4 separate regions of the Mus musculus genome follow, and regions 2, 3 and 4 are each linked to region 1. Evidence: chromatin contacts called from public promoter capture Hi-C data. All regions are on one chromosome and are shown on one strand. Each heading gives the region's core, a stretch centred on a gene start, on an enhancer-like site or on the middle of the called end of the contact. The rest is flanking DNA. Distances are from core to core; before and after follow the strand shown.

Evidence for each region. Promoter capture Hi-C pulls out the DNA fragments that hold promoters and counts their contacts.
Region 2: a contact with region 1 is called in a promoter capture Hi-C map of the HPC-7 cell line. The contact joins two enhancer-like sites. A contact is called at or near these places in 11 of 39 promoter capture datasets (the C10 cell line, the HPC-7 cell line, cranial neural crest and 8 more), 3 of 484 Hi-C or Micro-C datasets (the G1E-ER4 cell line, bone marrow-derived macrophages and embryonic fibroblasts) and 3 of 115 datasets of contacts at active chromatin or transcription factors (the HPC-7 cell line, embryonic stem cells and microglia).
Region 3: a promoter capture Hi-C map of the HPC-7 cell line shows a contact between it and region 1. The contact joins two enhancer-like sites. A contact is called at or near these places in 9 of 39 promoter capture datasets (the C10 cell line, the HPC-7 cell line, cranial neural crest and 6 more), 2 of 484 Hi-C or Micro-C datasets (bone marrow-derived macrophages and nephron progenitors) and 1 of 115 datasets of contacts at active chromatin or transcription factors (the HPC-7 cell line).
Region 4: a contact with region 1 is called in a promoter capture Hi-C map of the HPC-7 cell line. The contact joins two enhancer-like sites. A contact is called at or near these places in 8 of 39 promoter capture datasets (the C10 cell line, the HPC-7 cell line, frontonasal cranial neural crest and 4 more), 5 of 484 Hi-C or Micro-C datasets (DN2 thymocytes, LSK cells, Sertoli cells and 2 more) and 4 of 115 datasets of contacts at active chromatin or transcription factors (the HPC-7 cell line, bone marrow-derived macrophages, embryonic stem cells and 1 more).

What each region holds. Positions count from the first base shown.
Region 1 is chr2:116,921,498-116,924,898 of GRCm38.p6, reverse strand. No RefSeq gene overlaps it. Among named protein-coding and RNA genes, the nearest start is that of Gm46758, 6.5 kb to the right of the region's middle. Within about 2 kb of position 1,533, at least 35 of the 459 cell types and tissues checked have an H3K27ac peak or open chromatin away from gene starts, as enhancers often do. A contact at or near this core is called in the HPC-7 cell line and bone marrow-derived macrophages, where this site is marked.
Region 2 is chr2:117,167,517-117,170,917 of GRCm38.p6, reverse strand. The region is part of intron 4 of Spred1 (sprouty protein with EVH-1 domain 1, related sequence); the gene reads right to left. Among named protein-coding and RNA genes, the nearest start is that of Mir674, 16 kb to the left of the region's middle. Within about 2 kb of position 1,642, at least 4 of the 459 cell types and tissues checked have an H3K27ac peak or open chromatin away from gene starts, as enhancers often do. A contact at or near this core is called in the HPC-7 cell line, where this site is marked.
Region 3 is chr2:117,150,145-117,153,545 of GRCm38.p6, reverse strand. Spred1 (sprouty protein with EVH-1 domain 1, related sequence) reads right to left here. Exons shown (of 7, transcript NM_033524.3): 2 at 380-554. Among named protein-coding and RNA genes, the nearest start is that of Spred1, 31 kb to the right of the region's middle. Within about 2 kb of position 1,520, at least 6 of the 459 cell types and tissues checked have an H3K27ac peak or open chromatin away from gene starts, as enhancers often do.
Region 4 is chr2:117,091,558-117,094,958 of GRCm38.p6, reverse strand. No RefSeq gene overlaps it. Among named protein-coding and RNA genes, the nearest start is that of Spred1, 28 kb to the left of the region's middle. Within about 2 kb of position 1,653, at least 34 of the 459 cell types and tissues checked have an H3K27ac peak or open chromatin away from gene starts, as enhancers often do. A contact at or near this core is called in the HPC-7 cell line and bone marrow-derived macrophages, where this site is marked.

The DNA.
Region 1 (3,401 bases), core at 284-2,783:
CAAAAAAGCTCTACAAAAAATTTTTTGTAGAGCTACTAAAACCTTTGCATTACAACACAGTTAGCCAAAAACATTCCTCAGGATTATACCAAAAAAAAAAAAGAAGCCAGGGGCCTCTGAGAGACATGGCACATGGCCAATCAGACTTCGGTTCTTTCTCTGCTTCACCAGAGGCTGCACCACCCCCTCATGTTGGAAATGTTTTCATCTTTTTGCAGGTAGATGCTCTTCAGTTTCTTGGGAAACTACTTCCCCTCCTCCCTTCCCTTTCTTTTTGGTCTGAAGATCTTATCTTTTCCTGATGCCTTTTAGGGGAGTCTCTTTTCTACTTTTCATGCCAGAAGGGTTTCACACCAGAAGGGTAATGTGTTGGCAGTGTAAGGTGGTTATGCGAGGCACACATCACACTGTGGTGTGTGGTGTGACTACCCAATCACCACGCCTATGAGCTGAATAGGCATCTTCTTCTCTACGTTTGTGGGAACAGGTATAAGAGGCTGTTGCAGGCAACGATGCTGCTGTCTCGAGCTCCGCACTCACTGCCTCTTTGTCTTCGTTGGAGCTGGCTTTCCACTTGAGCATCTTGGTAGCACAGGACATGGGGTGGATGCTGAAGCACAGCTGTGCCTTGAAGAACTTGAGATATTGGGCTACCAGCGCTCGAGCCTATAACTTGCTTCTAATGAGTCGTATATCAAATGTAAATGAAATGTCACCTTGGTAATTCCTTGGTAATTGGGACATTTCCTAAGATTACACTTTAGCACACCAGATCCTCTCCTTTTATGATATGTGCAGTTATATTAGGGAAACTCACTTGTCGTATGGCCATTCCACCTCAAAGGCACCCAGTTACCACTGATCTTGGAGTCTGAGTATGATAAAGCCTGGTTACCATCGGAAGAGAGAGCCCCATGTGCTGAAGAGCTGCAGGCAGCTGATCTGAGGATAGCTATAGTCAAACAACTGTAAGAAAATGAATTCTGTCAACAGTGGGAGTGAAGTTGGAAAGTAGATCTTCCCTAGTGGATCCTTTGATGAGAGGACAGACCAGATGATGCCTTGGCTGTGAGCCCCGAAGAAGTCTCCACTAAGCCTGCCCATGAAAACAGACATAATGAGTATAGGGTGATTTGTGAGCCTCAGTTTGTGGCAATCTGTTATGTAGTATTAGAGCACTAATCCAGAAATCTGGGATTTGGGACCATTATGTAATGTGGCCAGCGCTCTCCAGTTCCCTTGTTCAGGCAGATATCCTGTTTATCAATATGATTTCTACAAAGATAGACTGCACTGCAGTTCAGGTATGGAATTGTTAGCTGTTGAGTACTCTATGTCTCCAGGGCATAATTTTTAGAATGGAAAAAGAAGAGGCAGAGTTCCACTCTGCTTGCTTAATGCTTCTCTAGACACCCTGTTCCAGGAAGCATCCCTAAGTAATCAGAATAAAAATACGGCAACAATGTAACAAGTGCGTCTGTGTCCTGGGGACTGGAGGAGTGAGAGGAAGTGCCAGAAGTTGAAGCGGTACTCAGACAGAGCTTGTGAAATAGTTACAATTTGTCTGACCCACCTTGTAGACAAAAGCTTACACTAGATGTTTCCCCTGATGTTTCTTTAGCCAGGTAACAACCTCGCAGTTCCAGCCTGCTGAATACCACTTCTATTTTGGGAATGTGCCCAGGATCATTCTGTCTTTCTTAGTCATCCCTTTCTATATTTAATGGCCCTTACACTCAGACTTTTGAATTTAGAGCTTTCTTATATCTCTTATTGTTCTGTGAAGACTTGTCCTGTCTCCTATCTGCCACTGAGCAGATGGGGCCACCTGGTGAACTGTATCTCTCCACAGCCTTTGGCATGCCTGTCTGTCTAGTTCCCCCTCATTCTTGACTGACTTCCGTGGGGAGGAAGAGCTGGACATTACCCCCCCACACACACACACACGGAGTCCTCTTTGCTTCCTCTGAGGTCTGACTTTAATTTTAAATGCTGTGCCCATGAGTCAGTGGGCAGTCACTAAGATGAAGAATCGTGTGTCAACTAACCCACCAGGCTTATCTTGGAAGACCTGCAAGTTTCCTCTTTAGGGGAAGAAACCAATTTGAAACCAATTTGGGAAATGGGTGTCTAGTATCCTGTACTGGAAGATTGAGACACCATTGACATTTCTATCACCCATGGCTCACATGAGTAATGTCATCAAAAAACGAAACTCTGGTTTTCTGAGGCTGGAGTCAGCTGTGTTTCTTCCTACATTCACACCAGAAGCATAGCCGAGGAATAAAGAGCAGATAAAGTAGATGTATAGGGAGGCTATTGTTTTAGGTTTGCACGCCATACAATGATCGCTTGGACTTTGTCAGGGGCAGGGAAAGTCTTCCCACAAATTGGGTTTCACAGATTCTCTTTGCATCTATTTTGCATATTATTTAAAAGAAACCTAGTACTCAGAACAAACAGAACCGCAGGGAGATTTACAGATTAAAAAGGGCCCCTGTTTTCTGTTGTTAATTGTTATATAATGGTTAGCGAGGGATTTCTTCCTCTGGGAAGCTGGAACATGGTGTTGTAAAGATGTCCTGCTTGTTCACTGCGTTGCTTGGTCTCTGCTTTATTAGTAGATACCCTTGATTTCTCACACGCTGCTCTGTAGCTATGCATCTTGGCTATTGGCAGGAATTTTCTGAGTGGCAGTTGTTTGCCTGGTGGCTGGGCTTTGCAATGTCCTGGTCCTTGGTCTTGAGTTGAGACTATCCCTTGGTTAGCTCTTCTTTCTGCATTTGTAATGTCAATACTTTCTACATTTTTTTTTTTGTATCTGTTAGTTTTTTCATCACTCTGACCATCTGCCTGACAAGAAACAACTTAAGGGAGGAAGGGTTTATTCTGGCTTGTGGTTTTCGGGGCTACAATCTCTCATGGCAGGAGAGGCATAGTAGTGTGGAGACATGTGGTAGCAGGCACAGTGAAAACTTACACTTCCAGAGACCAGGATGTAAAGAAGGGGAGTGTCAACACTCTGCTTTCTGCTCCTCTTTTCATTCAGTTATGGATCCAGGCGACGCAACAGGGCTGCCCACACTCAGGGAAACACTTCCCACCATCAGTAAATCCTTTCTGCAAATACACTAACACACACACCCACAAACACCCTCACCCTCACACCCACAAACACCCTCACCCCACGCCCACAAACACCCTCACCTCACACGCACAAACACCCTTCACACCTGCAAACCTTACACTCACACCACAAGCCTTACCCTCACACCCACAAATACCCTTCACACCTACAAACCTTACACTTACACCCACAGACACATTTGCTTCATACCCACAAACACACTCACCCTCATACCCATAAATTCCCTTCATACCTACAAACCTTACACTAACAC
Region 2 (3,401 bases), core at 393-2,892, 250 kb before region 1:
TACCTATAGGGTTGCAGACCCCTTCAGCTCCTTGAGTACTTTCTCTAGCTCCTCCACTGGGGGCCCTGTGTTTCATCTTATAGATGACTGTGAGCATCCACTTCTGTATTTGCCAGGCACTGGCATAGCCTCATACGAGACAGCTATAACAGGGTCCCTTCAGCAAAATCTTTCTGGCATTGTGCAATAGTGTATGAGTTCGGTGGCTGATATATTTAATTTCTTAAATAAGTTTTAAAGAGTTTGTTAATGCTACTTCTAAAGTAAACAAGTGAATTACATAAACTAACTAGGATCTTTTAAATTTACTTTTTGCTCTGTAACAATTGTCTCCAGCCATTAATTTCTCCAGAACTCACTTTTTAAAGTTAGAAAATAACTGTAACATTTAAGTGAAAAGTAGTCATCACACCAGGAATCAAGCAATTAAAGTTTAAAATATATAGGATCTACTGCCAAGTAAAGCCAATTATGTCAAAACCAGCTATCTTATATTGTGACCTCTTTCCTAACAGTTGCCCCAGAATGACAACTAATGTTAAATCATTGAAAGGAAGTTGGCTAAATACTGTTACTCAGTACACATTTTAAAAACTGGAAAGAGAAAAAGGAGAGGAGAGGAGAGGAGGGGAGGGGAGGGGAGGGGAGGAGAAACAGAAACTTGCTTATTTGTTTAAGAATTTTTAAAACTACCTACCCCATACAAACGAAATATAAGACAATGTAAAAACCAAACGGTTAAGAGAAAGGACCTTGGAGGTTTTGATTCACTTTTTAAAAATAGGATATAAAATTAATATGACCAACTTTTTACTATAAACTGGTTATAATATCAGCCTTAGAGCTAGATGGGATACTTATAAATTCTTAACCATGAGTTGGAGCAGCAATAGTAATTATATGATAACTTTATCTTTAGTGATATCAAGTTTTTTGATTAGGTTGTCTTTTACTGAAGTACAGCCTAATTGAGAAGTCAATTAAGAATTCTAAATTAATGTTGGGTACTAGCCCTTGTATAGCCAGGCAATGTCCTGGGTTCTATCCCCAGCACCGTAAGGAAGCAACAAAATGTTTCTTCCAAAACAGTTAAGTCTTATGTAAATTTTATATGCAAACAAACACAGATCAGTTATATTGTCTAAGCTTGCTATGATGACCTGGGTAGAATTCTGTATTTCTGTTCTGTGAAGTTGAGCAATAATTTGTAAGTATATACCTAAATGGGTCTCAGACATTAAAAACCCAAAGTCTCATTTGGATATGAGAAATGACCCAACAAGTGTTTGAAAGTGCTATGCATACAATGTATAACAAAGTATGTATTACTTATATATTATAAAAAGTCAAACTAACATTTTATACAATGTTGAACCAGATGAGCCAGTTTGATAATTTTTGTTAATTTCTTTCATAAATTATTAAGATTATGCTTTTCCCCCTTAGTTCTGGCATATAATCATAATGTTAAATATACTCTACCAGTGAACTAGTCACTGTTATTTTAAATAATATATCTTTTTTTATACACCCTGGTCTGATGTTCCCAATTGAGTAAGATTAAGTCTTTATGTACATAAAATGACTTTCTAAACAGTGAGCCTTTCCAGCCACTACTTTCCAGTCTACTTCCTCTTCTCATTACTCACCGTGTGACTGAAAGCACCCCCCACACCCCTCCCCATCTCCTGTATCCTTCCTGCCTATTAGACTTTAATGTGGATTCAAGCTGATCTTCTTTCAGACTTTGTCCATCATTTCTCATAAAGACTGGGTTTTATCTCAATGCTCTACGTAAAGTCCCAAGTGCCAAGGCTGTAAGAGACTGGCACACACTAAGTGGGGAGGGTAAGAATCAGAACCCCAGACGCTTTGCTAAGGTTAAGTAACTGCGGGCTCCTAGGGACGCACTGGGAAAGAAACAACTGTTCACAACGTTCAACTTTATCTTAAAAGCACTGCTCAAGAATTTCATCCTTGAAGTTATCACAAATCAATTTTTTAAATACGTGGCTAGATGATATCCAATAAGGCAAAACTTTAATTATAAGTATACATAAATATATATAAACTATAGTAGTCAAAAACTGTATAAAGTACAAAAAAAATTCCTAATTTTTTCAACTTAACGTAATCACACACATTCCCATGTTCCTAGTGCCCATTCAGTTTAGATATGGCCACAATCAACTCCTACTCTGTTTAACAGATCTCCTCAGGTGCTTTTTATGATTAGAAATAAAGTAGATTCCGCACGTGCACTCCAGGGTCTAACTAAATATGTAGCCCTGGTATTCTGGAACTCACCATGTCATCTAGGCTGTCATGGAGATCTGTCAGTATGTAGGCCTGAGATTAAGAGTATGTGCTGCCATGTTTCCCTCAAGAATTTTATCTAGAAACACCACTAGCATAGATTATTCTACTTAAGCAACCTTAATATAGCAATTATGATGAAACAGTAAGGAGGGAAAATAAAATGTCAAGACATAATATCTGTTGAAAAATAACACTACAGAAAAGTCAGTCCATGTCCTGGCTTACATTAACAAAATATTCCAATGTAAAGTTAATTTGGCATAAAGGTACTTTTAAGTTTGCAGAGATTGTTTACTGTTCCTAGATCTATTTTTTAGATAATAAGCAATAGTTATATAGTTCTTGCTATCTACATAAATCTTCATATAACCCTTTTTGACAACCCTATTTATTTCTAAGATTCTAGCCCAAGATTACACTTTACTTTAACTTGAATAAAGGGCTGGAGAGATAGCCCAGTGGTTAAAAGCACTGGTACTCTTTCAGAGGACCTGGGTTCAATTCCTGGCACCTCCATGGCAGCTCACCATTGTAACTCCAGTTCTAGTTGATCTGACACCCTCACAGACATACATGCAAGCAAAACACCAATATACTTAGAATAAAAAGAAATAAACCTTAAGAAAAACTTTGAATAAAAGTGTATGTGACGTATGGATAATAAAGTGCAACCTAACAAGCTTTGGAAACTTTTAAAGCTATGTGATGGTCTAAGAGATGATGGCTGTGTGTAATACATGCACTTTCCACGGACTAAAGGCCAGCCAGGCAGGTGTTCAACTCTGAAACAGAACTGTACTAAACACCTTTCTAAATCGGCACACCAACAATTCATGTCCCACAGTGTGAAGATTATTTTAATCAATTAATATAAATGAGAGACTTTTTAGTCATTTAGTCAGTTATGGCATCTAATTAAAAAAAAAAATAAGATTAAAGCTGATTGCTTCTCAATAGTTAAACAAACTAAGCCTTTTAACTTCTGACAGCTGGGTCTTCTTTCTGCCCAGAAGCACAGCACCTAAGATCTGTTCTTTGTGCAATCTCAATCCTGTTACAAGGTACATTTTGTGTTTATCGCA
Region 3 (3,401 bases), core at 271-2,770, 230 kb before region 1:
TTAGCTTGTGGTCTGAATAAAAACCAATAAAAAGACCAGGTGGCATGCCTGAATCTGCCCTTCAGACTGGGATTTGCTGACCTTTGGCCTAAGGAACAAGGAGAAAGTGAGGGAGGGTAGAGAGCTCTCTGTGAACATTCCTAGTTAAACTAAACAGTAAAGTGGCAGCCCCTTGCAATATATTGTCATTACTCTCAGACCCAGTTAGAAACAGTCACATCTTTAACATAAATATAAAAGCAATTCCCAAGAAATAGTCACTGAGTCACAGGTAAAATTAATTCTCTCGTAAATAATGTATCAGTGAGAATTTTAAACAGATAATTCATTTTTTCAGAAAGTACCATAAAATTACAGTGACAGCTATATTAAACATTACCATTTTGTCTCTGAGTCTCTCTCCACGGATAAAAAAGTCCGCACAGCCATTCTCTTCCTGATGAGGGACTCTGAAGACAGTGACGCTGCTCAGTCCGCTCCCTCCGAGTGGTAGCCATCCACCACTTGAGTCATCTCTGGTCATCACCACAGCTCGCACTCGTGCATAACTATTACTAAAACAGACACAAAGATGAGACATTAGCTCTTCCATAACAACAAGAAAGTCAATCTGTTGGTCTTGTTTGAAAAGCCAAAGACAGTATTAATTACTATGTAGTAACTGCTGTGTATATTACTTACAGCCATAATAATATATGGGGAAAAACCCTAACTTTAAGGGGAAACTCACACACTACAGATTATTCTTTATTTTGAAGATTCAGCCTACAATAAGACTATAGGACTCCTCTTTCAATTCATTTTGGTAGAGAGAGCATATCTGGTCCACCCTGAACATGTGATCATGGATCCCACAGAAAAATTGTCACCTACCCTATGTGTGTACACATTTGGTTCAACGTTAAGACAAGAACAAATTGTTGCTATATTTATTAATTGCTTCTAAGTTTCCAACTGTTCTGGAATATATTATAAACTTAGAAGCCCACATTTCAAATTTTCTTCTACCAGTGAGAAGCCTATACCATTTTAATAAATAATAGAGGGGTAAATATCTTGCTTATTCATCAATCAAACTTATCTGTGGAAATCTTTCATGTTGTCATAGGAGCATGCCCTCAGAGAACATATAAGGCCCTTGTTCCATTCCCCTTTTTGCTTCCTTTCCCAGTAGGGATTAAGCAGCTGTTTGAGGGTGTGAATTCCCTAGCATACTATTGACCCTACCACAGACCCAAAGTGCCTGAGCCAAGTCATCACCTACTGAGATCTCTGAAACTCTAAGCCAAAATAAGATTACTTCCTTTAAAGCTGTTTTCCTCATGTATTTTTCACAACAATGGGAAGATGACCAGCACAGTTTACTGTTCATGTTAAAGTGCTGTATTTTATCTTGTTATTATCAGCTGATATTTATTCTGTTAACTAAGCGACTGGAAAAAGTAGTAACCAAGCACAGTGGCACAAGACTGACTCACAGAACTGTGACTGGCTGGCATCAGTTTGATTTTTCTTTCTGGAACATTACTGCGGTTTTGCTTCCCTGCAAGTGTAGTAAGATTACGGTTTACTTAAGATGCTAAAGTGGGTGAAGAGATGACCCAATTGTTTAAAAAAATGCACATGGCTCTTACACGTATCAAGTTGGATTCTATTACCTACCACTTCTTGAAGTCAGAGAGCTTTTTCAATGGGTAAAAACGTTTACCATTAAGCTGAACAACCGAGTTCATCCCCAGGACCCATGTGATAGAAGATGAAAACATACTCAAGTTTTCCTATGACCTCCACTCCATGCCATAGCAAAGAACTTCCTCACCAAAAGACATAGACTATTTTAAAAAGAATGCTGTAAGCTTAGTTAAGTAGTGAAGAACTATTATCCTAATGATGGAGCTTGAATATTATCTATTAAGAAATTTGCTCTTTAGACCAAAAAACCTTAATGTCCCATTTGTATAACTTAGAAGGGACTATGAATTCCCAAAATTCTGTTTCTTTGTACTTTTTAAAAATACTATGTATATGTGCACATCAGTGAGGGGGCATATGTGCCCGTGCACACTCGTACACACACACACACACACACACACACACACACACACACACACACACACACACACACACTCAGCACAGCGTCTACAGAGGCCAGAAAAGGGAATCAGATCTCCTGAAGCTGGTCCTTTGAAAGAGTAGAAAGACTGTTAGTCACTGAGTCATCTCTTCAGCTTAACACCTGCCCGCAACACACACTCCTGTACTGCTCTTTAATCAGATATATGTTTCTTTTATAGAGATAGCACATAGTTTTAACCACAAAATTTTCAATTAATGTATTTTCAACCTTAGCTACATAAAACAGAATTTCTTGTTCTGCTATGGCTACTCTCAGGTGTTCCTAAGTATTTGCAATCACCTGTTTGTATTTTATGCTTTGTCTGACTATCCTTAACATTTGTAAAATAAATTATTTTCCTAATTTTGCCTCTCCTCTGCCTCTATCCTCTTCTATAATATACCAACTGACACACATCTCAATGTGAACTTAACTAAATAGTTTATTAAAATTTCTGGCTCCCAAGTTACAATATAATAATTTCTATTGCCTTAAAGATACTGGGGCTGTGGTAATTTGTTCCAGCAGCAACAGGAAATGAATAGAAAAGCATGAGGAAAAGTCTTGATGATATGGAAGTTGTCTATACACAGGAGAGGAAAACTACCATCTTCTAACCATAAAAAATAATTAACTGCTCCTCCTCTCCACAAATTGAAAACTAGAACCCCATAAGGTGTGTTCAGTACACAAATTAACTGTCCATGCCCCCACCTCCTGTATGCTTACAATGACAAAATATTTTTTTGTTGCGGCTAGCCCTAGCCTTGTATTTTGATGCTATTTCTGCTTTCCTGGGAAGGGCTGCAGACAAGGAGTGAATCACATATACAGGTGACTTCTTGTGAACCTTCTCCCCACCTTAACTTGTAAACTAAAGGCTAGAGCTGGTGATTGGGCAGCAGAAGGGAAGGTGGAGCTGAAAAGTTTGGGGGGGAAGGGAGAGACAAGGGAAGAGAGGGCGATGGAAGAGGAGGAAGGAAGGAGGGAGGGAGGGAGGGAGGAAGGGAGGGAGGGAGGGAAGGAAGGACGGACGGACTGACGGACAACGGAGCAGAAGCACATGGTGTGGAGAAACTGCAAGTTATAAGGGGTCTCATAGATGGGGAATCTGGTGCGTAGCTTTTATTCATATCAACTGAGTTGTGATTTCTTTGCCTGGGCTTTTTTAGGTTGGAGGTTTACTGCAACATTTCTTAATTATTATTTTTACAGTATTCATTATGGCCTATTTCAGGAACACCCTTACCATTCAAAGTGTTAAGGTAAACACTGAGAAAACCAG
Region 4 (3,401 bases), core at 404-2,903, 170 kb before region 1:
AAGTACAACTGTGTACTACTAGGTGTCTTCATGCATTTGCTCTCAGATACAAACAGCTGAGGCCGAGTAATTTATGAATAGCTAGAAGTTATTTCTTACAGTTGGAGGCTGTAAATTTCAAAATCAAGATATATTTGGTCTCTGATTTCTGCTTCCAAAGGGGCTTGTTAAACATTGTCCCTTCACTTGGTATAAGATGCCAGAGCAAAATTTCAATGTTCTCTTGATCTCCATTCTAGGCCCTTCATCCCATTCTGAATGGAGGATCCTTCATGACCTGTTCAGTTCCTCAAGGTCATGGCCCATTGGAGATTAAGTTTCAACATAAATTTTGGAGGGATACAAACATCCAAGCTGTAGTACTGGGTAAAAACAAGTGTAAACTCAGGACAGTAAGAGAGAAGGGTCCAAGATTCTGAAATAATGTCTTCATATAAGCTTATAATATTGGAACTTGGGGAGTAACTGTACTACAGCGGTAGGCTAAGACATTGTGTGTTGTTTGACTCAGAATCAATGTGATTAACTAAACATGGGGTTTAAGGTCAGATGAGAGCCTGGTTGGTTCTTATTTCTGTCTCTTATGTGGTCGCAAACAATTTACTTAACCTTTGAGACTGAGTTTCATGATAATATCTATTTCCCCCAGTGGTTACAAGACCAGAGATAATGTGTGTGCTTGTCACCGGGTCCCTATATACTAAATAACAGCTGTTGTGATTAAGTCATTACCTCTGTATCTAAACATTCGACGATAAAGGAAGCTTTGCCAAACTCCTTCTGCACCTAACTTTTCCCTTTCTCATTAATCAGGTGGCAATTTGATTAAGTTGCCCCTAAGGCAGACCGCAGTCAGAGCTAAAGGAAACTGCAGCATGGGGTCTTCTTGTTCCCCATGTACTTTGCACAATGAAGAAATTGAAGCCTATTTATTTAATTTATACCAGTGCTCTTGACTCCAGGTGGAGTCTTCCCCCGAAGGAAATAGACAACAAGCTAACTTCCCAAGGAGAGAACAACAATTAGCTAATTTATGAACAAAAGTGGTAGCTACAGAACACTCAGTTTGCTGAAGACAGTCATTTTTTAGTTTACAACCAGCAAGTCAAGATTCCCAAGTCACTACAGGAAGCGCTGCTTTAAGGACCAATCCCAACATAAATTACAAACTTGAAACTCAGAGGTGTTTGGGATGCTCCAAGACATTAGTATCTGCACAAAACCAGAAACAGAAAGCCAAGTCTGGAAGAGACTTTACAGCTCATTTGTCCATATTTAAAAAAAAAAAAAAAAAAAAAAAGATATGGAAGCTACAAAGTCCAAGAAAGAAAATACTGTAGTCATTTCTCTATGATAGGTTAGGATCCTAACCTCCCCCCATTCCCACCTCCAGCCAAGGTGCTGGGCCTTAGAGAATGTGTAAGGGATCTAAGAGCCACTGGCCTTGCTAAATTTAGAGTTGGCTTCTGCTTATGTAATTTGCCTTGTGTTTTCAATTATTTACAGGGATATATTATTTATATACATCTAGAACTTGTGCTTTTAGCACTCAATAAGCAGGAATAATTTATAGGTTTGTGAGAGCTTCCTGTCCTTCCCTTTCAGAGCCGGCTCTTTTGCATTGTTAATTAATTGTTACATTTCTGTCTTGTGCAACTTCCTTTCCTGGCAGTCTTGTGGTAACTGGCCAGAGAGAGTTATCTTCACTTGCACATTCCAAAATCCAGGTTAATTTTTCTGTCAGTCATTTAACTTTCCAGAGCCCCGTGGTATGGCCCAGCTGATTAAGGTCCTACATACCCTGACATTCTACCAGAAGTGAAGCTAGCTTTTTTTTGTCTGCTGGAAGTACAGTTCCTTGTTTCAGCTCCCCTCCCCCATTTTGTTTTTTTAAGTAGTCAAGTTACTGAACTGCTCCTTTCTCTGTCTTTATTCCTCCTGCTGCTTGACCCTGACTTAATGATCATCCTGGTTCCTGACCATTCCTGCTGTTTGGTTAAAGCCAGAAGTTAAGACCCACAGTATGCTCTTTTCAGCCTGTACTGCTTACTCCTAGGTGGTCCTAACTGGCTCTCCTTATCGATGGTCCTTTGATGGCTGTCATCTTGCTGTAACTGAAGCCCTGATGACAGCTGCTAAGAAGTTAACTTGGTAGGTGCTTTGGAGAGGTGGCTGGCTGTGACAAAGCCCAGGCAGTGGACTGGTACCTTGTCCTAATCATGATTATCTTTGAGGACAGGTTGGTTGAATGCCATAAGTTCCTCTTTGGGTGGGCTAGCCAAAAACTGATTAGAACAAAGATGGCCACCACAATGACTGCCAGACAACCTCTAAAATCCTTGTAATTCTGTGTTCACAAATGACTCCTCCTGCAAGCAACATGGAAGTTGGCATTAAAAGAACCAGGAAAATATCAGAAAGACATAAATCTCTATCAATTTTCAGAAGAGACATGAATATTCCTCCCCTTTTAGCTTACTCAGACCCTTATCTTTTTTTCTTTTACACTGTATCTCATAATCTCATGACCCCAACAGGATGAGAGATGATTTGTAAGAATGCCTCTGACTTCTATGCTTGGCTTCACAACCCAATAGATGCTGGATGTTGTTATTGGGTGATTCTGGAGGAAGGGTGGCTCAATTTGGGATTAAAAAAATAAAACAAATAAAAAAGAAAATAAAACAAACAAAACAGAAAAACCCTGGTAACATTGAGGTGAAGATCACCTCATAGCTAGAAGCCAGGCAGAATGGCAGTGTAGGCCTTCCTTTTCTTCATGGGCCAAATGGAAAGTTCTTTGGCTGTTTCTCCCCAGCCTAGAGAATGTAACTCTCTCCCTAGCCACAGCTTTTAGAGAAGTTGAGAGAATGAGAACAACAAGGTTTTCCTCAGTGGAAAGCAGGAACAAAGATGCACTCATCTAGAGGTGCTATATGCCTGCATGAGACCTGAAGCTGTGACAAAGGCCTTAGAGCTTGGCCGTTTCTGGATCTCAACTGTCTAGACACGGAGATAATCACACCTTAGCAACCACATCGCTCATAGGCAAAAGAATCACCCAAGGCCATTTTTTTCTTTCCTCAGTGTTGCCAGATTTTTTTCTTCTTTCTTTCTTTCTTTCTTTCTTTCTTTCTTTCTTTCTTTCTTTCTTTCTTTCTTTCTTTCTTTCTTTCTTTCTTTCTTTCTTTCTTTCTTTTTTTTTTCCTACTTCATGGCATGGTAATAATAATCAATCAAAATACTAGCTATTGACTGACAGTGATAAGCAAATTAATGAGCATCCTAGTGACAGCCATTGAACTCTCTAGACCTGGCCTTGTTCATACCAGGACCTCCTTCTGCTGTGTGACATATGTGTTAGGAGCCCTGACAGCAACTGTCAGTCAAGGCTTAAGAAA